Linked DNA regions of Sus scrofa: region 2 is linked to region 1. Evidence: chromatin contacts called from public Hi-C data. All regions are on one chromosome and are shown on one strand. Each heading gives the region's core, a stretch centred on a gene start, on an enhancer-like site or on the middle of the called end of the contact. The rest is flanking DNA. Distances are from core to core; before and after follow the strand shown.

What was found. A called contact is a pair of places that touch in the nucleus more often than the background predicts.
Region 2: a contact with region 1 is called in a Hi-C map of retroperitoneal adipose tissue, with 2.7 times the contacts expected there. The contact joins two enhancer-like sites. A contact is called at or near these places in 2 of 47 Hi-C or Micro-C datasets (mesenteric adipose tissue and retroperitoneal adipose tissue).

What each region holds. Positions count from the first base shown.
Region 1 is chr17:19,489,989-19,496,045 of Sscrofa11.1, reverse strand. All of the region lies in intron 2 of SLX4IP (protein SLX4IP), which reads right to left. Among named protein-coding and RNA genes, the nearest start is that of SLX4IP, 130 kb to the right of the region's middle. Within about 2 kb of position 2,240, at least 27 of the 83 cell types and tissues checked have an H3K27ac peak or open chromatin away from gene starts, as enhancers often do. A contact at or near this core is called in retroperitoneal adipose tissue, where this site is marked.
Region 2 is chr17:20,134,834-20,140,871 of Sscrofa11.1, reverse strand. All of the region lies in intron 7 of LOC106506610 (a long non-coding RNA gene), which reads right to left. The region is part of intron 2 of LOC110257380 (a long non-coding RNA gene); the gene reads left to right. Among named protein-coding and RNA genes, the nearest start is that of TRNAC-ACA, 26 kb to the left of the region's middle. Within about 2 kb of position 2,596, at least 10 of the 83 cell types and tissues checked have an H3K27ac peak or open chromatin away from gene starts, as enhancers often do. A contact at or near this core is called in retroperitoneal adipose tissue, where this site is marked.

The sequences.
Region 1 (6,057 bases), core at 991-3,490:
TGGTCAAGTCTTGTTTTGTGAAAGTTATGAATGAGCATACTGATTATAATATAAAGCCTATTCCTTACTGTGGGTTGTGGTCAAAAATTTTTGAAAACCATATTCAAATATACTGTTATTCTAAGTTTCTTCACAAATGTTGATTATAGAGTTAACCTTTAAGGAGTATGCTGCCACCAGGTGGAGGTCTTATGCCACAGCTACAGGATCTTAGCCAGGGGTTATTAACCTCTCGTGTGCCACGGACCTCTTCGGTCAGTTGTGAAGCTGATGAAACCTGCTCGTAATAATGTTTTTAAATGCATGGAAACACAGTGCATAGGATTCGAAAGGAAAACCAATTATGCTGAAGTATGGGTATCCATATTTTTAAAAAAAATCTGTCACATAGTAATGAATGGACTTGTTCAATAAAGCACTGGCTCTCTTCAGATAGTGGTGAATCTAAAAACTACGATAAATCCAAAGTAGTGATAAGCATAAATTACATTTTCAGATATCTATCACACTATATGAAAAGAGTTGTGATTTCTAATGGTAACAAATATTGCTAATTTATTGTGTTCTGCATTTTTCATTCATAATAAAAACAAAATTTAGGAGTTTCTATTGTGGCCTAGGGGGTTAAGAACCTGACTAGTATGTGTGAGGATGCCCGTTCGATCCCTTGCCTAGCTCTGCAGGTTAAGGATCCAGCATTGCCCTAAGCTCTGGTGTAGTTTGCAGATACGGCTTGGATCTGGCTTTGCTGTGGCTGTGGTATAGACCAGTGGCTACAGATACGGCTTGGATCTGGCTTTGCTGTGGCTGTGGTATAGACCAGTGGCTACAGATACAGCTTGGATCTGGCTTTGCTGTGGCTGTGGTATAGACCAGTGGCTACAGCTCCGATTTGATCCCTAGCATAGGAACTTTCATATGCCGCCAGTGTGGCCCTAATTTTTTTTTTTTCTTTTTAGGGCCACACCTGCAGCATATGGAGGTTCCCAGGCTAGGGGTCAAATCGGAGCTACAGCTGCCAGCCCATGACACAGCCACAGCAACACCAGATCCGAGCTGCACCTGTGAACTACATCACAGCTCATGGGCAACACCGGATCCTTAACCCACTGAGTGAGGCCAGGGATGGAACCCACAACCCCATGGTTCTTAGTCAGATTACTTTCTGCTGTGCCACAATGTGAACTCCCCTAATTTTTTAAAAGTTAAAAAAATAATTAGAACTTGATCAAAATAAAGATGTAACTTTTTTCCCATGCAAGTTCACCAACCCTCTGAATTCTATCATAAGCCTGTTGAGATTGCAGGTATCCTGGAACAAAAGCCCCTCTAAAGAGGGGAGACATGCCTCACACATGTTCTGCTGGGTTTCCCCCCTTCATCATCAGCAATGATAATATTTTTAAATTAAAAAAAAATTGATGTTTGAACAACTTGAACTGGAACTACGTAATAGTAACTTTCTAAAAAAAATTGAATAGTAAGGTCCAATTTGACATTTTTTCATTGCTTGTAATTTTGATCCCAAAGTAGTCTGGTTGGTTCCAAGCAGACTTATTAAAATTTTTTGTTGTTGTTTTTGTTTTTTTTTTAATAAATCACTGAATCTTACTCTGGTGCTCAGACTTTCCTGGGCTTCCTGCCAGACTCCCCGAGCCCCTTCCCCCATGCCGGGGCTCTCCCTCTGCAGCCAGCCTTCTGAGTTCTCCAGCAAGAGTTCTCTCCAACTCCCACACTAATCAGAGGTATTTTGCCTGTCTAAAGTTCCCTGCCTCAAAGCTTTGCTTCTTTTCTCCCATGAGTAAACAGAAGTGGGAAAAAAAAAAAAGAAAGAAAGAAAGAAAACCACCTCTGACTGCTGCCAGCAGCATGCCCCGCCTCCCACTCCCCCTTAATTAGGCTATTTCTCTCCCAGAGCAACTCTCCAGCTCTTCCAAGCAAAGCAGCACAGCAGAGTGAGCATCACTGGGTTCTCAGGCCTGAGCTGCTCCTTTCACACAGGCCAGGTTACCTCTCTCACAGCCCAGGGGCTACTAGAGACAGCTCTGCATCCCATGCCCTGGGCTGGGGCCCATCCCAGCTTCCTCCCCTGGCTACACCCAGAGGTTTCGGTCAAAAACCTGGGAGTCACCCCAACTCCTCCCTCCCCCCCTCCCCCCCCCGCACCACCATCGGTCACCACGCCTGGTCGATTTCACTTCTTCAAGAGCAAAGCACACGCCTCCTCTCTGGTTCCCTAGCTCACGTCATCTCCCACTTGGAACATCAGAGCCACTTCTCTGAGCCCTAGATGAGTTCTTCAGGCCTCCATGAGAGCCACGTCTGCCACACAGATGGAATGCCCAGACCTCAAGCCCCTGACAAGGCCCTCCTCTGCTTCCAGCACCCTCCCCCACATGCTCTTTGCCCTGTGCTTTCAAAGCACCTGGATGCTTCTGTGCTCAGAAGGCTCCCACGGATCCTCGAACCCTAGTGGAGGCGTGGCCATTTCTGTGGAGCTTTTCTGAACAGTCTGTCACTCCCTCCTCCAGGTCAGCACAGATGATTCTGTGGTCATTCCTGCACTGAGCGGCTGCTCCATAGGGGCGTTCCCTGTTATACTGTCAGCTCCTGGGTACAGGGTCTACACCGGTCCCCCTGTACCCTTGGAATCAGAGCAGAGCTGGCTCACAGTAAATGCCCATTGGTGAAGGGAAGGAAGGCAGGAACGAACAAGTGGCAGGACACCTAGGCCTTGTCTGCAAACTGGGGGCTCCAAGCCTGCTCTGGGGACAAGGTCATTCTGAGTGAGCCCAGGACACTGATGTGTCACAGAACTACTGTCTCCCTCCTTATTCTGGAGTGGCGACAACTATGTCATCACCAGTGACAACCACTCATTTTCCATATTTTGGAAAAAGCAAATTCAAGGATCCTAGGATTACCTCACCCCAAGCTCACTGCCAACTGAGCAAGTTGGTGATTTTTTCCTATCTCTTTCCAAAGAATTCCAAAGCCGAAACTTAACTATTACCAAGTCTTCAGCAGTGGGATATCTTGTCTAATTTTTTTTTTTTTTTTTTTTTTTTTGTCTTTTTAGGGCCACACCTGTGGCACATGGAAGTTCCCAGGCTAGGGGCTTGAAATGGAGATGCAGCTGCTGGCCTATGCCACAGCCACAGCAATACAGGATCTGAGCCTCATCTGCTACCTACACCGAAGCTTGAGGCAATGCTGGCTCCTTAACCCACTGAGCGAGGCCAGGGATCAAACTTGCATCCTCAGGGACACTATGTCAGGTTCTTAACCTGCTGAGTCACAATGGGAACTCTGTGTCTTGTTCTAATTTTACATGAAGTATAAAATGGAGGTGAAAATGCTAACACTTCTCATCCATGTAGATATCTCAGGTAGGTTCAGAGCTTCCTCACATTCATTCATTCATTCATGTATTCATTCATGTATTCATTCATTCATGTATTCATTCGTGTATTCATTCATTCATGTATTCATTCATTCGTGTATTCATTCATTCATGTATTCATTCATTCGTGTACGTATTCATTCCCTGCTGAGTTTCACGTGTACCCTGGGCCAGACCCTGAAAGAGGGAGGTCAGCACAGCTGGAGGCTGTGCATCGTGCATGCCCAGGACCAGATGTAGCTGAAGGACAACTCTGCCTGAGGGAGGCCAGGGAGGAGGGCATGAGGTCTCACCTGCATCCCCAGGAAGCAAGGGTAGCTAGTGATGGAGAAAGAAAAACGCACCCACACAGGGAAAGAGGCCCAAATAGCAGGGAGTGCTCTGGTAAGGCAGAAACAGGCCTGGTCAGCAGATGAGGCAGCAGGCAGGGGGACTCAGAGCAGAGAGGAGCCCGGGTCAGGCGGAGGGAGACTGGGGGTGGAAGTGACCAGGGCCAGGTGTACAGGTTTAAAGCAACCACAAGAGCCCAAACAAGAGGCAGCAGAAGGTGGTCCTGAGGTAAGAAGGAAAAGGCAGATTCGAGGGATACTCAGAAGACAGTCAAGAGGATATGGTTGGGTGCGGGGGCGTGGGGGGCAAGGGGGGCAAGGATGAACAGTTTCTTTTCTTTTTTTCTTTTAAGGGCCACACCTGAGGCATACAGAATTTCCCAGGCTAGGGGTCAACCTATACCACAGCCACAGCAACGCCAGATCCGAGCCGCACCTGTGACCTACACTGTAGCTCACGGCAATGCCAGATCCTTAACCCACTGAGTGAGGCCAGGGATCGAACCCGCATCCTCAGGGATTCTAGTCGGGTTTGTTACCACTGAGCCACAATGGGAACTCCAAGGATGGACAGTTTCAATTGTGCCCCCGGGGCTGCCTGCAGGCAGCTTCTCCATATGGGTCTGTTGAAATTGTCACTGGCATTATACAGGCACCTGGAATTAAGGATTTAAGGTAGCTTATAGTAACAGGGCAAAGATTTTCAAGGGGGGAACAAGTAGGAAAAACAAAGCGTAAAAACAAAATGAGGCCAGCGATAAGGTCTGATAGGTCTGGACAAAAGCCCCACTGCGGGCCTGAGTCTCTGCAACATTCTACTCTCAGTTTGCTAGTTACAAACAGAACAAGCAAGAAGCCCAATCTGTGCTGAGGAGAATTCAGTCAATCCCAGCACCACACCTAGAAAAACATTTCTCCTGAAGATCTTCATGAAAAGACACAGCAATTATCTTCTTGGTGCATCAACTTTACCGAAAGGCTTTAACAAAATGTTAAATATTTTCATATCAAAACAAACTGCTTATATGGTAGAGCATGAAATTTAAAAGTCACATGCTTGTTCAAGAGGGAGCATGTTTAAAATATATACACCCAGGGAGTTCCTGCTGTGGCTCAGTGGTAATGAACCCAACTAGTATCCATGAGGACACGGGTTCGACCCCTGGGTTAAGGATCCAGCATTGCCTTGAGCTGTGGTGTATGTCACAGATGCTGTTTGGATCCCACGTGGTTGTGGTTGTGACTGTGGCTTTGGCGTAGGCCAGCGGCTACAGCTCTGATTTGACCTCTAGCCTGGGAACTTTCATATGCCTCGGCAGGTGTGGCCCTAAAAAGACATAAAATCAAATTAAAATTAAATAACATTAAAACTAAATTAGAATTAAATAAAAATAAAATAATTACTTTCATTCACCGTATTCAGTGTAATCCTTACCACTAAGCCTTGAGGGGCATGACTACCGCTCACATTTTATAGGTCGGGAAGTGGAAGAGGTGGAGTCAGAAAAGGTAAAGGCTAGTCCAAAATCGCATAGGCGTTAAGCGACAGACCCAGCATCAAGTCCAGATCTGTTAGACTCCAGAGACCACGTGCGTGCGCTCCTTTGAAGAAATATCCCCTCCGTGGAAGGCCACTTGGGACTCATTTCCTGACTCCACGTGGGGCACATTAAATGTGCTTGGCCTGGAACCCCCTCCACTCTACTTGGGAACTGGCCTCCTCTTCCTCTAAGGCCAGTGATGGCAGCCACGTTGGCACCAGGAAGCCCCACCCACCAGTGCCTGGTGATGGAACCAAGGATTCTGAACGGGGTCACGCAGCTCCCCTCTCTGAGCTGAAGGGAGGCCCAGAGTGCTGGGACCCTGATGCTGCCACCTGAGAACCTGGGGTAGTAGGTAGGTACCCTGGGAACAAGAGCGAAGTGCGCAGCCCAAAGTCTAGCTGCAGAGAGACCGGGGCAAAAGAAGAGCATGTGGCAGAGGAGAAAGGTGGTATAAGTGGCAGGGCAGGAAAAGAGGCCTCCTGACATGAATAGCCACCCCTCAGAGAGTTCAAGCTGGAGAAAAGATTTTGTCGATTTAACCCCCTTGGCCTGTTGCTCATTAAAATACATGCCCAAGATATCTAAGTTTGGGGTTGACATTCCAGAAAAGAAGCCAGCATATCTTTAGGAGGGCACATACCATAAACCTGCAGACAGGTCAGGGGATGGGAGAATAGACTGTGCAAGTGGAATACGCTATACCCTTAACTGACTGCAAAAAAAGCATGAACAAGCTGGCAATCACCATAGTTAAGATTCGCTGAGCACCTGCTGTGTGCTG
Region 2 (6,038 bases), core at 1,347-3,846, 640 kb before region 1:
AAAGCAAAAGGGGGAGGGGGGCATACAAATGTTGAAAAAGAAGCCACAGACCTTCCATTCATTCTCTGCCCAACCAGGGCCTTGATGGAATGTGCTTATAGTGAAGAAAAATCAGCAATCTGGGTGAGAAATGAGACCTGGAAACACGATGTTAGGCAGAAAGCAACTGACATCAGCTATTTATTGCTGTAATAATGCTGCGTAACAATCCACCCCCAAACTTGGGCTCAAAACTCTAAGTTTCATTGAGGTTGGGCTTGCATGGGCCCATTCACATTTCTGGAGGTCAGTGAGCTGCTGACTGGCTTAAGGTGGCCTCAGTTAGGACAAATGGATGGCCTGGCTCTGGGCCAGTCTCACTCTCCAGCAAGGTGTTCAAGCATGTTGTCTTAGTGGTGACAGAGGAGCATTGAGTGAGTGAGAGGAAGCACACAGGGCATCTCGGGGCTTAGAACAAGCACTGCATAACCTCCACTGTTGGTCCAGGCAAGTCACAGGGACAAATTTAAGGGATAAGGAAATAGACCCCATTTCCTGATGGGAGGGATTTCATAGGGGGAGGCTAGATGGAGGGGTAAAGACTTGAAGTCATACCTGCAATTTGCCATAGCAACTCTGGAAGTCTCATGGCACAGAAGTAGAGCACCTCTGGCTCTCCACAAAGGTGCATCTCTTTGAAAGTTATGCTCCCCACAGGGCCTGGATCTTTGGGAAATTACCACATATATGGATACAATGATGTATATCCATATATATATATGGATATATATATGGGATTATAAATATAGATGTTTATATATATATATATATATAATCAGTTGCCTTTTTAAATATGATCTTGTCAACCGCTCATTCGAATGTACTCTTCAAAGACAATAAGTGAGGCAGGCTTCAAGCCCAGGAGAAGGTATTCTAAGGAAAATGTCACTTGAGTCTGTTTTGTCAGCATCACAGGAAGACAGGAGGGACCATGGTACACATGGGGGAAGAACACGTCAACATCACGCTACCTACATCATTTGCTATTCCCTGTTGCTTACTCTCCCTAACCTTCAACAACTAAAACAGCCGGTTTATTCATCAAAGGGATTGTGACTTTCTTGACCCAGAATCCCAGACATCCTCTCAAAATGTTGGGGAGCAGACCCAGTCATTCTTCCTCTCTCACGTCAATGAAGCAGTTCTGGCACCAGGACACACCCGGTGGCCCTTGGCTGTCCCTTGTCCTCCTTATAATCAGGCACCAAACCTAAGTGGTCCCCACCATCCAGCCACCAGCATCCTCTAGAAGCCTACCAGCCCATCATTTTTTAAAGATGGAAAAAACCTCCTGGAGGTACCTCTGTTTCCTCTCTGCAAGCTGATTATTTTAGGTGAAAAATAGAATACACACACACACAATAAAAGCCAAAGGCTTGCTCATATTCTCCGACTCTAAAGGGGAATTCCAATGGCACGGAGAACGCCCTGTCCCTTCCTCCCACCTTCTCCACCCAGCAGAGGAGGCGGAACCAGCCTTGGGGAGGAAATCGTTTTCCTGTTCCACTGTCTGTAAGCACATTTTTCCAGATCAGTCCTGACTTTTCAATTTCAGAAAGCCTCCACGTCCAAATGAGGCCCCAAGTTGGACCAGCCTCTCGACGTACTTCCTACTTCTCGTTGGTGAAATGTTTATCAGCCTGAAGGGAAATGGCAAAGGTACAGGGCAGCAGAGAGACCTGATACAGAGAGATTGGCTCCTGGCAGCTTGGAGGTGGGGGTAGGGGCGAGCACAGTTATTTTCCATGTGCTCTTATCAGCAGGAAATCTAACTACCTTTAATGCAGCAGGAGATATGGGCCAGTCTCTTGAATCCAACTTTGGGGAGCCCTTCAGATAACTGTCACTCACCTCCCAGACTCATTAATCAGTAACAAGCTGATGCACCCCAGTGAGGAGAACATGAAGAGGGGGCCCGCAAAGACATGTTGAGTAAATCACACTTGCGAGCTGGCACCACACTAGAGAAACTCCAGGCCAAATGGAAGCTAATGTGCCAAGTTAAATCCCAGCACTGTGACTGTGTGTGTCTGTATATGAGAGAGAGAGAAAGAGAGAGGGAGAATGGAGGGCTCAGGAAATAACACACACGGCTCTGAGATCAAAAACTTGAAACATTAACCCTCAAGTCTCTCCCATGCATTCCCATCTCCAGTGAGAATATATTACCTTGTCTCCTGTCTGGGGGAAATAGAGTGAAAAGGTTGGGGAGACACAAAAAAAGATAAAGCTATAGGGCTCTGGGCTCCTGACTTCCTTAGAGACCAAGGTAGATTGTGAAAGACTTAATTTTCCCCCTTTAACTTTTATGAAGCCCGACTCAGCTGTAATGTTTCTCAAATGCCAGCCAGTTTCCAGCCAGGATTTTCCAAGTGCATCTAATTGCCCACTTTATCACCAGCCCTATCAGGTAAATGGTGTTCCACGTCCGCTGGGCCTGGTGAAGGTTGACACTGGGACTTGTCAGGCAATGGATCACAGAGCCAGAGAGGGGGCCCCTTGCACCACATTCCTGCATGAGGGTGACAGTAAATTATGACATCTGCCAGGAAGATCGGAACACGGCTGTGCTACCGGATGCACCTAAGCGGCACAACCAGGAAGGCTTTTAGGATGTGATTGGAGATGTGTCTGAGAGCTCTTAAAGGGACAAAGAGCCTCTTTCCCCAGCCACAGTGGGACAGAGCAGAACACAGAACATTGGGTTTTTTCTTTGATGATGGATAAAGACCTATTTTTATGTTTGGGTCAATAATAATGCTACTTGGCAATTAAATCCGTAGTTTAATTTGTGCTCCTAATCACCCTCTTAGGAGCCTCAAAGCTGCTCAAAGGAACGGCTGTTATCATGCCCAGACTTTGTAAAGGAACTAAGATGGAGCCTGGCTAGGGGATTTGGCATGGCCTTAAACCTGGGTCTCCAGACCCCTCAAAACATGCATTCTTCACTTTACCAAGCTCTTCTCCATCTTCTTCTCCAAAAGTGTCTTGTTCATTGTAGCTTTGGGACTATGGGTTGTCATTTTGTAAACGCATGGCTTTTCATCTAAATCTCTACAGAACGGACACTGAAACTTTGTATCAAAAAAAAAAAAAAAAAAAAGGCAATACAAAATGAAACACCAAAACCCAAAGGGAAGAAGAATCCTCTTGCTAATCCAACTTGATTTGTTTTTAAAGGAAATGATGGGGAAAATAAATAAATAAAATAAGAAAGAGGAAAAAATGCTCAACATCGCTGATTATAAGAGAAATGCAAATCAAAACTACCATGAGATACCACCTCACACCAGTCAGAATGGCCATCATTAATAAATCCACAAATAACAAGTGCTGGAGGGGCTGTGGAGAAAAGGGAACCCTCCTGCACTGCTGGTGGGAATGTAAACTGGTACAGCCACTATGGAGAACAGTTTGGAGATACCTTAGAAATCTATACATAGAACTTCCATATGACCCTGCAATACCACTCTTGGGCATCTATCCAGACAAAGCTCTACTTAAAAGAGACACATGCACCCGCATGTTCATTGCAGCACTATTCACAATAGCCAGGACATGGAAACAATCCAAATGTCCATCGACAGATGATTGGATTCGGAAGAGGTGGTATATATACACAATGGAATACTACTCAGCCATAAAAAAGGATGACATAATGCCATTTGCAGCAACATGGATGGAACTAGAGAATCTCATACTGAGTGAAATGAGCCAGAAAGACAAAGACAAAGACAAATACCATATGATATCACTTATAACTGGAATCTAATATCCAGCACAAATGAACATCTCCTCAGAAAAGAAAATCATGGACTTGGAGAAGAGACTTGTGGTTGCCTGATGGGAGGGGGAGGGGGAGGGGGTGGGAGGGATCGGGAGCTTGGGCTTATCAGACACAACCTAGAATAGATTTATAAGGAGATCCTGCTGAATAGCATTGAGAACTATGTCTAGATACTCATGTCGCAACAGAAGAAAGGGTGGGGGAAAAAACTGTAACTGCAATGTATACATACATCTAAGGATGACCTGACCCCCTTGCTGTACAGTGGGAAAATAATAAAAAAAAAATATAAGAAAGAGTACGTAAGTGTCTGGCAGCCTGAATTTGATAGCATAATTGATCATTTATTGAAGATTTCAATGGAACAAGTTGGAATTTCAAACTCCACACAAGACGGGAAGGGTAAAGGTGTAACTTGAAATATGTGGGGACTTCGGAGGTTCTTTGAGTTCGACGATAGCCTAAGATTCAAACAGACAGCAAAGCCAAGAATCTAAACTTGAGATCATATGCAACATAGTTTATGGGATATTTATTTATTTATGAGGTATGGGAATTTTTCACAAGGGAAATACTCAGCCTTTAAGTTTATAAAGAGAAAAGGAGGCAGTTTTGTGGGTGTAGATGCCATGACTGCTGACCTAAAATGATGATAGTACAACTTGTCCATTAAATGCCCCACCTTCAAGAAGGTCTCCCAAGCAGCCCCACTTGTAAATGAGAGACAGGCTTTGGATTTGTCAATGCTACACAGAAAATTGATGGTGTAAAGAGATCAAGATTTGATTTGATGCCTGGCAAGATGACTTATTTCTCAATGATCCTCAGCAAGTCATTTAACTTCTCTATGCTTAATTTTCTCATCTTAAAGTGTGAACACGACCATTTTGTGGGGTTGCATCAGGGTTAAATGAGAACCTGGATATAAGAGCATTTTGCTGTTTTTTCATCTGAAAACAACCTAGAATTTATTGGAAGTTGTGCCAGGCCCTTAGGGATTGAAAAAGAAAATGGCAGTATTCATTTTATCCTGTATTTAGCTGCTATTTATTGGGTACTTAGTATATGCAAGGGGCTCTGCTAACAACACTGATATCTTCTAAAAAGAATAACGCATGGTCACGACCATTGGAAGGTTAAGTTGGTCAAGGTCAAAGTTACCATATAGGTATGAATATGTCTATTCCTTTTTACCAAAATTTATTGAATAGCCACTGCCTTTCAGAAATTTATAGAATGGCTGGTGTGTGTGTATGTCCATGTCTGTGTGTGTGTGAATGTGTGCACATACACACCAGCAAAGTAATTATATTACATTATGCAATTATGACAAAATGACTTTACAAGGCTACTTAATGATAGCATTTTCTGGAAGAAGGATTTCAGAAGTTTTAATATATGCACTTAGTTCTATGCCTGGAACGATTTATACATAAATGCCAAATATTTTATAATAACAGTTCAATATATGATGGCTTGGATAATGTTTTTCCTCACTGTAGTTTTTGGCAATATTGGAGGTAAGTAAATAGATGGGTACACTTTACTTAAGTGACCAGGAAATGGAAAGGCTGACAAGTCATTGTAAGCAATCATGACTGGTAGAATGAGGTTGGTTCACCACAATTAGAAGCAATAAGAATTCTAGAAAAATATATGAATGGATGTGGCATCTTCCAGCCTTCTTTGCGTCACAGGCAATATTTCAAAACACTAATAAAATACCACCTATGCTCAAATGCCTGGTGGATAAATTGAAAGAAAGAGGGTTTTTTGGTTTGTTTGTTTTTCAAGATTTGGTGCTTTCCTTGCCATTCCCTTTTAAGTTGCAGTCCTTAGGCAAATGACGGAAACCTCTTTTCTCTCTTCAATCATTATTAGAGTTATTATCATTGCGTCTGGGGTAGATGCAGAAACTACATGGTCAATATTGACAATTTGTGTAGATCCAGTAGAAGATTAGTATAAGTGTGTTTAAGAAGCAATACATTTTATTTTCTATTCTAGACATTCATTTGTTTGAAATTCAATTAAAGAATTGCCTACCCGGGTTGGGGGTGATGGGTAAATTAGGCGTTTGGGGTTAGCAAATACAAACCGCTAGGTATAAAATGAATAAACACTGTATAGCACACAAGGAATTCTATTCAATATCTTGTAATAACCTATAATAGAAAAGAATTTGAAGAAGAATGTATATAAGTATATACAT